Regions from separate parts of the Gasterosteus aculeatus genome. Here region 1 is linked to region 2. A link is a contact called in public Hi-C data. All regions are on one chromosome and are shown on one strand. Each heading gives the region's core, a stretch centred on a gene start, on an enhancer-like site or on the middle of the called end of the contact. The rest is flanking DNA. Distances are from core to core; before and after follow the strand shown.

Region 1 (6,036 bases), core at 3,257-5,756, 40 kb before region 2:
TTTGCCAGAGGTTGGAAATCTTCAGCGTGCAGAGCATGCGCTTTTTTTTGGGGGGGGGGGGGTGGGGGGGAGGGTATTTCAGTGATTGATTGAGTTCACGTGTGTGTTTCTGTGTGAATTGCTCACAATTTTAAATGCATTACGAGTTGGGGAAACATGCTTCCTGTCACACCTGTATGTCTAGTTGCGTCTTTGTCCTGTCTCCACGTTTGTTTTCGTAACTTCCTGTTTTATTTTGAAGATTAACTCTCCTCTCGTTTCAGGTTCCTTTCCCTTCCTGATGTGTCACCAGTGTGATTGTCCTCCCTGATTGCTGATTGTGTTCCCTCCTCCCCCCATGTGTTCTTATAGCCTGCATCTCCCTTTGTCTCGTGCCAGTGTGTTGTCCTACGTCGTCGTACCAGCCAGTGTCCAAGACCCATGGCCATAGTTACTCTAGTCTCGTGACCATAGTTTACCGTGCCATAGTTAGTCTAGTCTCGTGACCATAGTTTACCGTGCCATAGTTAGTCTAGTCTCGTGACCATAGTTTACCGTGCCATAGTTAGTCTAGTCTCGTGACCATAGTTTACTGTGCCATAGTTAGTCTAGTCTCGTGACCATAGTTTACTGTGCCATAGTTAGTCTAGTCTCGTGACCATAGTTTACTGTGCCATAGTTAGTCTAGTCTCGTGACCATAGTTTACCGTGCCATAGTTACTCTAGTCTCGTGACCATAGTTTACCGTGCCATAGTTAGTCTAGTCTCGTGACCATAGTTTACCGTGCCATAGTTAGTCTAGTCTCGTGACCATAGTTTACCGTGCCATAGTTACTCTAGTCTCGTGACCATAGTTTACCGTGCCATAGTTAGTCTAGTCTCGTGACCATAGTTTACCGTGCCATAGTTACTCTAGTCTCGTAACCATAGTTTACCATGCCATAGTTAGTCTAGTCTCGTGACCATAGTTTACTGTGCCATAGTTAGTCTAGTCTCGTGACCATAGTTTACTGTGCCATAGTTAGTCTAGTCTAGTGACCATAGTTTACCGTGCCATAGTTAGTCTAGTCTCGTGACCATAGTTTACCGTGCCATAGTTAGTCTAGTCTCGTGACCATAGTTTACCGTGCCATAGTTAGTCTAGTCTCGTGACCATAGTTTACTGTGCCATAGTTAGTCTAGTCTCGTGACCATAGTTTACTGTGCCATAGTTAGTCTAGTCTCGTGACCATAGTTTACCGTGCCATAGTTAGTCTAGTCTCGTGACCATAGTTTACCGTGCCATAGTTACTCTAGTCTCGTAACCATAGTTTACCATGCCATAGTTAGTCTAGTCTCGTGACCATAGTTTACTGTGCCATAGTTAGTCTAGTCTCGTGACCATAGTTTACTGTGCCATAGTTAGTCTAGTCTCGTGACCATAGTTTACTGTGCCATAGTTAGTCTAGTCTCGTGACCATAGTTTACTGTGCCATAGTTAGTCTAGTCTCGTGACCATAGTTTACCGTGCCATAGTTACTCTAGTCTCGTGACCATAGTTTACCGTGCCATAGTTAGTCTAGTCTCGTGACCATAGTTTACCGTGCCATAGTTAGTCTAGTCTCGTGACCATAGTTTACCGTGCCATAGTTACTCTAGTCTCGTGACCATAGTTTACCGTGCCATAGTTAGTCTAGTCTCGTGACCATAGTTTACCGTGCCATAGTTACTCTAGTCTCGTAACCATAGTTTACCATGCCATAGTTAGTCTAGTCTCGTGACCATAGTTTACTGTGCCATAGTTAGTCTAGTCTCGTGACCATAGTTTACTGTGCCATAGTTAGTCTAGTCTAGTGACCATAGTTTACCGTGCCATAGTTAGTCTAGTCTAGTGACCATAGTTTACCGTGCCATAGTTAGTCTAGTCTAGTGACCATAGTTTACCGTGCCATAGTTAGTCTAGTCTAGTGACCATAGTTTACTGTGCCATAGTTAGTTTAGTCTTGTGACCATAGTTTACCGTGCCATAGTTAGTCTAGTCTAGTGACCATAGTTTACTGTGCCATAGTTAGTCTAGTCTCGTGACCGTAGTTTACCGTGCCATAGTTAGTTTAGTCTCATGATCATAGTTTTCACCTCGTTCGAGTGATTTTTCGTTGTTGCTCTTTTGTCCGGCGTCAAGTCTCAGTGAGGTTAACTTAAGTAGCCTTGTTCCCTCCCTTGGAGTGACTTTATGTCTTGGACCTATTTGTTCTCTGTGCGAATAAAACGGTCATCGTATACACCTACTCTGCGTCTGAGTCCTACTTCCCGTCCGGTTCTGACACTTCCATCATTTTAGTATCATTAGTATGCGTGTAATGTTAAATAATAGATCTGTTGCGTAATTAAGCATGATGATGGGGCTTCATGCCATACGTTCAAGATCATTTAAGTATTTAATTGTTTGCAATCACCTCCTTTCCTCAATCTTTACCGGCGATCAATTTTAGGAAGCCAGCTAATATCCATTAATTTCTGCTCTACAAGCACAATCCACTGAAAACCCACTGACTACTAAATGATGTTTTAAATCATCAGAGTGGCTCGTTGGGGGATATTTAGTACCAGAGAGTGATCATGCCGACTGTCTCGTTGTAAGTCCACTCCTTCTATTGGTTATGACAGCACTCGGCTGTCTTTTACTTGCACCAATTGTGAAAAAACACAAATTGAGAAGGATTTTGTTCTTTAGTTCTCGCTCTCCCATTACCCATCAGGTGGCCCCTCAGGTTTATCTCATGACCCTTTGGAGAGACCTGGCCTGGAATACTAAACTGTATATACAAAAGCTCCATTACTGGCATACAGGGGAATGCACTTGACATATTGATGCATCAACTCCAAATGTGTTGATGACGCTTTCATTTGTAATGGAGAATAATTCATCTTTTGTATTGTTGTATTTTTTGTAAATGATCCTCTCAACACAGCACAAACCGGCCAAACTGCCGATGATGGAGTGAAAAGATGTGACAGTCTATTCTGTGTTCCTGTCATTGACTCCCAAAGTGAAACCATGGAACCGGGTCAAGAACTTGAATGAAAGCTTCATGTGATTAAATGTCGCTAATATTATGAACTCAACTGAGCAAAGGCGCCTTGTTTCCAAGCATTACAAATTAGAGTTAATAGCTTGGACTGTAAACATTATTACAATCCACCGGCATCTCCAACGTCATGTTTTCCCACTGAGGGAATGTGTCTTTCTATCCTAATTGCTCTGCTCAACTTTTCTCATCTTAGAAAACTGCTGCCCCCTAATTTACCCACTGGCAATGTTCATCGACGCCGCCCGCCTGCTGGAAATGACTCATATGATGTGTTCAATGATTACTGAATTTTGAATCTGAACACAAGGGGCTATAAATATATTACGAAAACTGATGGCAGTGTAATCATGCTTGGCAATAACAAAAAATGACATCACGTCATTTGGTAAAATAACAATGAACGTTTTCTGACGAAAAGGGCTCAAAAACGAAGAAGTGTTTTCAGTATTTCGATGTGCCACATTGCAATAACTCAAATGACCAGCAGAGGAGGCACATGTCATTCTGTTTCAATGTAAAAACAGAGGGATACCTGTTCTTCCTCAGGCCATTGATTTGAATGAAAAGATATTTCTTAACGGCTGCTGCAGGAGCAGAAATAGTAAGGCTGAATCGCTCCTCAGCCGAGCAATTTCTTTATTCCGTGCTCGTAGCTAATGGAGTCAGGTAATGGCTGCTCCATTCTTTTCATCGCAGTTCCACGTTGTTTAATTAGATCAAAAGCCAATAGATGAGTCTTGACTTTCGAATGAGCTTCTGAAAGGGTTAGAGGTGGAGAGATCTCTATCCACACTGATAATAAAGTTGGCGAGAGTCTGCAATTCATCAGGGATTCTGTACAAGACTGAAGGGTTTGCTCTCAGACAGCAAGTGCTTTCTGGCTCATATACAAATGCATACATGACAAAAGCACATATAGTATCACTGCAGACGCATTTTCCTGCAGCAAAAGCGCGTCTTGTTGTGGAATATTTTATTGTAACTGTTTCATTGTTTCAATGTTTGTCTGATAAAAACAGTCTTTATGAATGATCAAAGTTGTAAAAGTCAATTTATTGCTTGCATGCAGGAGGTCAAGTACACGAGCATGTATTATAGCGCTCTGTGGAGATGAGGTTTTCCAAGCAGTAAAAGTACTGAGCTTTTATACACACACACATGAAGGTCAACCCTAGTGGCAGGTGGCCGGCAGCGACTACGAAGACTAACCACTAGACCACCAGTTCAAGATGGGGGGGCAGACTGTTTCCTTTTTCCGAACATACACAGCAGCAAACAGAAACTTCAACACAGACAATTATCATTCTTTTGGCATACGGCTATGTTATGACATATCTTACAGTCTCATTGCGCGTAAGGCCACAAACTTTCCGCTGGAAGTGTTTTCCATTCCTTTAAAATGTATCTAGATATCTACACACAGAGAAACTTTTGCTTGTGGGGACTGAATATCACCACATAACGCTGTAGCTATTTAATGTGTCTCTTTCTCTGTTCACCTCCCATCTCTGCCAAGGGTCTAATCCTCTGTAACTAATAGGCTGGATATAAGGATTATTTTTACCTGCCCAGAGACACAGAACAAGAAAGACAGTAGGGGAGAGATGAATGGATATGTGGGAAGCATTTCCATGACAGAGCGGCCACCATACTGCTCCTGAGCTTGGCAGCCAAACTAAAGCCTGAAAGTCACCATGCTTCTGTGTCGCACTCAATCACATAAATTCACACCTTTTTTCTGCATATAAATGAATACATTTAGGGACATAATTCAGTTTATTCTGGGATTAATAAGATCTTTGAGCCACTTTCCTCACAGGCTTTCTCTTTGGTGGAAAGTATCCTATATATATAGGCTTTATTCCACATCTCATTTCAGCAAAGAAGGTCTTGCAGTTTCATATAGCAGTCATTGTAGGAAATACATTTGAAATAACATCAGGACTTTGTTTCACATTTAACAGTTGACCCAAAAAGGAGCACCTAAGTCAGACTCTAAACACCACTCACTCCCCGGCGGTCCCGGGCCCCCACACTTAAGCCCCCCCCCCACACCGGACTAAACCCCTTCAACCCGCCTTTGAAGAGCACCGCGCCCCAGGTAATATATTTTAAAAAGTCCAGCCGGTTAATGCTATGGAGCTATGGACCGACATTGGGTTATTTTACATGGGCCGAGACTGCGGTGTGCGGGTCGGTAAAACTGGGCCGGCCTGGCAGATCCATTTCCTGCCAGGCACCCTGGATGCACATCCGCAGGCGTTTCGACTGGGCCTCCTCCACAAGCCGGGAGCACAAGCCTTTGCCTGGCTGAGGCCTCATGTCCCACCCCTGCCCTGGCCCAAAGATATTACATTACATTACATTACATTACAGGTCATTTAGCAGACGCTTTTATCCAAAGCGACTTACATTACACTTTAAACCCGTGGCTTTTTCACATTTTTGCCCGGGGAGCAATTAGGGGTTAGGTGTCTTGCTCAGGGACACTTCGACATGGAACATGGGGCAGCCTGGAATCGTACCACCAACCTTGTGCTTCCCAGCACACCTTCTCTAACCCCTGCGCCACGACGACCCGGGATATAAAGGGTTTTAGTACAGTAGAATATATTCCTAACTTTACTTTTACTTTATTAGTCCCAGTTACGTCCCTCCCTCCCTGCCATTGGCGGAGATGTGACAGCTCTCCGTAACCCAGTCATATAATCCAGTGGCGTTTTTGCGCAGTTCATGCTTAATCTTCCAGGGCAACACTGAGCTTTGCAGTGCTGCTTTAGTTAAAAGAAGGATTTTACTCTTTCCCCGCCTCCTTCTCTTTATCTCTCTCTCTCTCCCCCGCTTTCGCACTCTACGCTTTGTAGATATTATGATGAACGAGGCATTATCAGGGAACAGAGGTAAAGTAGATTAAAGTGACATCTAAAGCAGGAAAATGACCCTTCTCATCTACAGAGGCTGCGCTGAGTGATGAGCACAGATGAGT
Region 2 (7,037 bases), core at 2,534-5,033:
ATCCGCATCAACGCGGATGCATGGCTGTAGTGGTGCATCCACACAGCATGTTGAACGCGTCTTGAGTCAGCAGTGGAACGGGGTGACGGGGGCAGGAAAGTGGGTCGGTTATGCCCTCACTCTGCAGGACGGAGACGCACAGACGGAAGGATGGACTGAAGAAGATGACAGCAGCTCAAGGGGTGTGGATGAGAGAAGGAAATACGTGTTTTGAGAATGCAAGGGGTGTGTGTGTGTATGTGTGTGTGTGTGTGTGTGTGTGGAGGGGGGGGGGTTACTATGAAATTACATAAGACAGGTAGAGGCAATGAAAATGAGGACGGCATAAAATAGTCTGCTTCTGGCTGAGATCAGTGCTGATTAGTTACCAATATCTGTAAGAAAATAAATAAGTAACAATAGTATTGATAATGCAATCTTTAGATGAACCGATAAGTTGAGAAAAACATTTTGGGATGGTGACTAATTGAATATTGGTGGGATTTGCACTGCTGCTCCGACAAATGCAGGACATAATAAAACAATATTTTGAGCTCTGAATAATTCTTAAAAATTGACAAATTCATTGAGCAGGCTTGTAGTGCTGGGAAGTTTCTTTTCCTCCGTGTAGCCATTTTGTTTCTTTGCTGCATGATCTGTGCTCCGATCACAGCACTGCTAATCAGCTTTAGCATACAGGAACACGTTTCCACACCCACAGGACAACAACCGCTCTCCCACTCCGGCCTCCGCTGAACCCTCCAGTATTCACTGAAACGTAAACACACGTAGGGGGAGAGCATGCTGTCCCTCACTCTTAATGAGTGACATCTGCCCTCTAGTGGCAGAATTAACGAGCTCACCCCCCACACACACACACACTTCCATGAAGCCTCCCATCTCGTCCTCCCACCTCTCCCTTTAATTGGTCACTCCCTACCTCTTTGGTCTCTATTTGTCATCCTCACCTCTGTCCCCCTGACAGGCCGTCTTCATCTCCCCTGCCCTTAGTTTCTGTGTCTTTTCCTCCCGTTGTGTCTGTGCCTCCATCGCAGCGCTCCGTCTCCCGGCTGTGACCAGCGGTCGGTCTGTCAGCACAGCGTTCCCCCACAGTGGGAGTGGGGGTGACGTAGCAGGCGGCCTCTGATTACACCCCAGCAGTTGCCGATTTATCTTGACAAGAAGGAGAAGGGGTTGGGGGGGGTAGGGGGGCCAGGAGGTATTATGATGTGGCATCTCTCAGCTCTCTTGAGGTGTTTACTTTAGTCACACGCTGCTGTAGTAACCCGTAGCTGCTGTCCTTTATTTATTTATGTTAGTGTGGCGTCTTCTCTCGAGATTGCTTTTAATCTGAATACATTTGAGCTTTTAAATGTGATGTTTGATCCTTGAGTGCCTGTAGTTGTCTGCATTTTGGCATTGAGGATATGGAACTTGAATAGTTTGTCTTTAGCACACGCTTTTATCCAAAGTAACTTAAAATAAGTGCATTCGACCAAGAGGGTAGAGACCCCAGAACAACAAGAATCAAGAGAGAACAGACTATTCAAGAAAGCCAAATGACACAAACGTTTTAGTTTGCGTTGGAAGCGTTATAGTCTTAAATGTATCATAAGGTTTACCAACTTCACACATGCATGTCAGCTATAATTGTTATCAAGATATGTCCCTTATGTCGACTTTGTTGTTTTTTTTAGTGCGGGCCTAAGTTACCCTTAGTGGTGTTTAAATGATACCGTACATAAATACATTTCATTTCAAGTAGATAAATACCCTATTTTCCTATTGGATTCGATGCTTTAATTAAATTCAGAGGAGCCCTGCTTGTATTGATGGTATATTTCCGATGCTTGATCCTTTTGCTGACGCGTGCCTCTTGGGTTGTGTTTGAAGAGCACTTTGCTAAACGACTGTTGAAGTGTGTGAAGGTTTAATCTCGGGGCGTCTCCTAATCACTGTCTAAATGTCTTCCCTTTGAACACACACACACACACACACACTGAGGCCTTTGCTGTCACATTTGTCACTCACTGCAAACCTATTAGTTTCTGATCATATCAACCTTCTCTCCCTCCCTCAAAATCTGTTCCCTCTCAGTTGTACCTTTTCTTGTCATCCTCTGCTGTTTTTATTTGCCCCGCCTCCCGTCTGTGTAGAAGTGCTGATGCCCCCTACGCATATGTCACGTGAGACTTACGCTCCCATTGGTCTCAAAAATGGCACCCGTCAATGAGGAGAAATACTTATCAGTGGTGTAATACTTATTTAAAGACCGTAATATTCTCACATATTACATTCATTTGCAATGCCTTTTAGTTTGTTTTATTAGATATACACAAACATGTACCGTATAGGCTGATACGAGAAGTGAATGTAGAGTAATCTACAGTTGTAATGTGTGGATTTTCTGAGTGTCATTTGAAGAGGTTTGCACGTTCCACATTTGAGCAAAAAAGCATATTTGTCCTGTTACCTGTGGTTTTATTTATCAGTCCAGATGGATTTTGGTGTCCACCGTAGGGACATCAGTTGTATCTCCAGTATAACGGGACTAGATGAGATATGATGCATACGATAAGGTTTGTGGATGATTTTGAGTTACAGGCACATTTTCATAACTATGCCGCTCACACAAAAACAATCTAGATTGATAAATAGCACCAAAGGAGGAGAACTGTCCCTTAAGTGTGTTATGCAGTGATGGGCTCCCACTGGTCTGCTCTTTGTATAGATTTACTGTTGAAATCCTGTGTTAGTGGATGATGGATCCTCTCGTTCACAAGTTTATCATCAGAAGAATATTAAATAGCGCGGAGATCTTCTAGTATTCTGTTCAGCAGCCGCAAATCATAATGCGGCTGATGTGTTGTGGTTATTTATAGTGGCGGAGTCCTTAGTTAGCGGATGCTGATGTTTGCCAAATTAGATAGGCGCTCGAGTTGTGCGAATAATGGATAAATATCTGCACACATATGGATATACACACACACACACACGCGTATGGTCGGACCATAAAAAGTCCCACGTCGGCTCCTCTCAGTCCTCTGTCTGCTCGCAGCGGGAATACTGCCGCCTCTACTGTGGCTGTTGGTGCTGCAATTAATCCTCTGGTGTGGAGGACTACGATCAATGAAAGCAATCTGTAACTTAGTCAACAGGCGAGCCGCACTAGGACACACAACCGTATACACACTCTGACGCAGCACCGGTAATTTAACCGTGACCGTCTTGGATCGAGTCTCAACAAGGAACAGCTAACAAAGGATGGACATGAGTGTTTGATTCAAGAGTCAAAGTGATTATATCCATTGGTCACGTGCCTAATTCACAATTAACACTCAGCAGCAGCTCGTAGATTAAAACCCCCCACTATCGAACACCTAAGACACTGGATTCTTCATGTCTTCTGTCGATTCCATTATGAATTTTGAAGCATTTTCTGTCAAGAAACCCCAACTAGTACACGTCACGGTTGCGGAGGATCGGGTTCTGTTCATTATGCCATTTGAGTTTGTTTTGGCTGTTTCAAGGGAAATCACATCCCTGTTTGCAACTGATTTCCCTTTGTGGGAATAGACAATTTGGGTCCTGCATACATGTAGATCCACGTGGTTGTTTTTGTAATGCTTGTCTGCTAAAGTCACACTGCTCTGATTCATACTGAGGATATCAGTGTGGCTCACTATCTCTTTCTATTTGGAAGATCTCTCCTTTGTTTTTGTAACACTGTCTTTGTCCAGATGAGGGCAGCAGTCCATGACTGGCTGCCACCGTCACCGACTGTACTCATCGGCAGCTGTTGCTATGGCTACAGAGCCCAGCCATTGCTGCGCGATGCAAACTACATTCAATAGAGGAACATAGGGGGTAGTGTTGAGCTCAGAAACAGGGATGTACACACACACACACACACACACACACACACACCGGTGTGTGGAGTGGATATAAAAGATTGGTCTCCACATCTCTGCAGAATGTTTTTTGGAGCTGCTGATGATAATAATATGGTTTAAGATGGTTTAGTCACTGGTACCCACCTGGAAATGCCCTTTAATACCCTGGATGGGAAATATAATCTCTGATCACCTGACAAGGGTCCGATCGAGCTCTCTGACTTCTCCACATGTCCATATGTGGCATATGGTTAAGATGAGGAAAATGTTAACTGTAGGTCGCTGCTGCTGTTTGAATCAATTAACTGGCGATTAGCCCTGATTATCTGATTAACTAGAGCTGTGGTTGGACTGCTCACTTAGTTGATTACTTAGGACATGCCTTCGGACAGCCTGTGTTTGTCCCATAGCTAAGTTAAATTTGTACAGTAGCTGGTCAGGTTTGAAAGGCACTAATCCAGTTCCTATGTTTCAATCCCAATCCCATGTACAAGAATCTAAATTTAGCCATAAAGCTGACTCAAAGAAGACTTTATTCTAATCATAGCCTCTGCTTGGCAACATTTCCCTTGATGTTAAAAAGACAATTGAAGAGAGAAGGGGGGGTGTATGTTACCTTGCATGCCAGACTGTTTACAACGCCGTGCCCAACGAAACATGTTCACGCTGCCAGATCTGACTTGGCTAAATGTAAAAACTGACTGGCAGCCTGGCATATGGCGGCCTTTTCTGCTTTGTCACTGTGCATTTTGTTAAAAGAGAGAGTGTCTCTACCGTTGCCCAGTGGGCCGATGGAAGGGAGAATATTTCTTAGATAACTCTGCATAAAGACCTTTTCAAATTGCATTGTAATTATCAACAGTACATGTAATGATAATCCTGTGCACACAACATTCCCCTGTGTAACCTACAGCACTAAATATGCAGACTCCTGGACTGAAAGGTTCAAGGTTCATCAAAGCTTTTACAAATTATCCCGAGGCAGTCTAGCCAATGCAAAGTCCACCCTACTCCAAAAAACCACAAGCCCTCAGCCGGGGGGAAAATCTGATCGGGAGAAAGGTAAACGTACGACCTGTTGGTGGTGCACGAGAAAATGTTCAGGAGCCATTAAGACCACCAGACAATCTACTGGATGGCGAGATGCCTCGCTAAGAGGAAAGGTCGATCAGTGTCCTCCTCTGGGCACAAATTGACTTTTGCTCCACATATCAACGGCAATCGGTCCAGTAATCTAATAATAAATGCTGGACTAATACTGCGAATGAGCTATTAATAGTCCTTCAGGAGAAGGCGGATCCTTTTGGACCTGCACATACCACCTCCGTTCTTCCAATGAAAACAATGAAGCGTAGGTAAGTTTGGATTTGGGCCTGAGCCCAGGTCTCAAATCGTCAACCTCAGCTAATTTTCTACAGTCCTCGCAAAAAAAGATGGATTTCAGGAACAGCACATACAATAACGTCTCTGTAGTATTACTAAATTACTATTACTATTACTACATTATACTATTATTAGTATAGCTGTAGGTCACCGCGGCGGTCCCGCCATGTAATTACACCGCTCGTCCTGCCATTTCCGAATCGTCAGAAATCGGTCGACCCTTTCCTTTCCCACTAAGAGCGGGAGGATCCAGTTTCAGGGAAGTTCTTTCCATGCCATGAATACAGATGTCAGCTGCGAGTGGAGGGTCTGCCTGGTGCCACGTCTGGCCCCGCACGTCTGAGCTGGGCCTCGGCTGGCTGATCTAAGCTGAAGGGTGCGGGCCGGGCCCAATGGGAGATGCCCGGAAAGCAGTGGAGCCGCTCACGTTTCCGCTCTGTCTGAGATTCTTGGGATGTGTTGCGTGGCTCAGAGTGCCGCACTCTTCCTGTGTGACACACTCTGCCTCTCTCCCTCGCCTAAAGCCCTTTCTCCCCCCACTTCCCTTCTGCCATGGATTGCCTGTCTCCTTCTCAACGTCTTGCTTCTTTTTAGGGGGCTTATGGAAAATCTATAACAGGTGGGCCGTGTTTGAGGGATATGTCATTTTTAATTATCTGTTTGCAGAGGCTTTTGGGGGGGCGGCGTTTTGCTGGGCCGACTGTTCTCCCTCCCCCCTTGCTGCGTGCGTGCATGCCCTTAGTCGCCTATGAGTTGTATTGAATTCAGATAATCAATGAATGGTTCGTTGCACTATCCACGCAGTCAGGAACCCAGAGTCGCTCATCTGCACGTCAACAAAAGAGTTCTATACGTTATTTGAATAATGCAAGAAGCGAGTAATTGCGGTCTTGGTGAACCCTCAGGAACTAAACAACTGCAAACAACAAAAGGATGTAGGATGTGTTTAAACATCTCAGGTCTTCAGTGCTTTTCGGGGATGGGGGGGGAGGAGTAATCAATCAGTCCACATCTGTTTTGGGTCAGCGCGGTGTGTCCTTTGTTTCAGGGGCAGCAGGCTCTAGAAGCGAGCGACACGACACATATATGATTTCTTCAGGCAGGTTTGTGATCAATAACGTTATCCGTATTCTTATTCATATCCATCAAGACTTTTCACTAGACTTTTTTTTTTTTTAAATAAACCTCTCTTTTTACCACACGTATGGATACCTAAATATAGAGACGGCGAGTTTATTGCACATGGGGAAGCTTTACACAGCTGAGTTGTCTAATGGTTTAGCATCGACTCTGCACAGCTGTATGCCGGGGAAACCCTGCAGCCATAGATTGGCAACTGATCGATATCTGTAAAGCCCGATCATTGAGACGGTTTGGTCATCTATGCAATCTAATATTGTTACATGGAACACCTCTGCTCTGCATATACCCGGTGCCAGAGCAGAGCGCGGCAGCAGTTAATGGGCTTATGGTGTTAACCTGCTTGCTGTTGCTTTGAAGAGACGGACGAGCTGTCTTATAGGCTTAAGGTGAGTGGTGATCTTCTTAATCTTCTGGCACATATAGATGGATGACCGATTGCTGGTGATGCATCCAGAGGACACTGATCTCTTGGACAAGTCGACTCTATTTGTTCCACAGTTGGACCAAATCCTGACCTAACTTCAACCACAAGACCCAATGTCCACATTGAAAGGAAGTCGTTTTAAAGTAGTCTTCTGCAATTAAAACCGGTGGACGGGAAAGAGAAGGAAACGTGGTGGACCTCAGACAAGAAGAAAC

What was found. A called contact is a pair of places that touch in the nucleus more often than the background predicts.
Region 1: a contact with region 2 is called in a Hi-C map of liver, with 6 times the contacts expected there. The contact joins two enhancer-like sites. A contact is called at or near these places in 4 of 6 Hi-C or Micro-C datasets (liver, skeletal muscle, tail fin and 1 more).

The regions. Positions count from the first base shown.
Region 1 is chr17:16,032,166-16,038,201 of fGasAcu3.hap1.1, reverse strand. No RefSeq gene overlaps it. Among protein-coding and RNA genes, the nearest start is that of magi1b, 6.5 kb to the right of the region's middle. Within about 2 kb of position 4,506, at least 1 of the 9 cell types and tissues checked has open chromatin away from gene starts, as enhancers often do.
Region 2 is chr17:15,990,912-15,997,948 of fGasAcu3.hap1.1, reverse strand. The region is part of intron 1 of magi1b (membrane associated guanylate kinase, WW and PDZ domain containing 1b); the gene reads left to right. Among protein-coding and RNA genes, the nearest start is that of magi1b, 34 kb to the left of the region's middle. Within about 2 kb of position 3,783, at least 6 of the 9 cell types and tissues checked have open chromatin away from gene starts, as enhancers often do.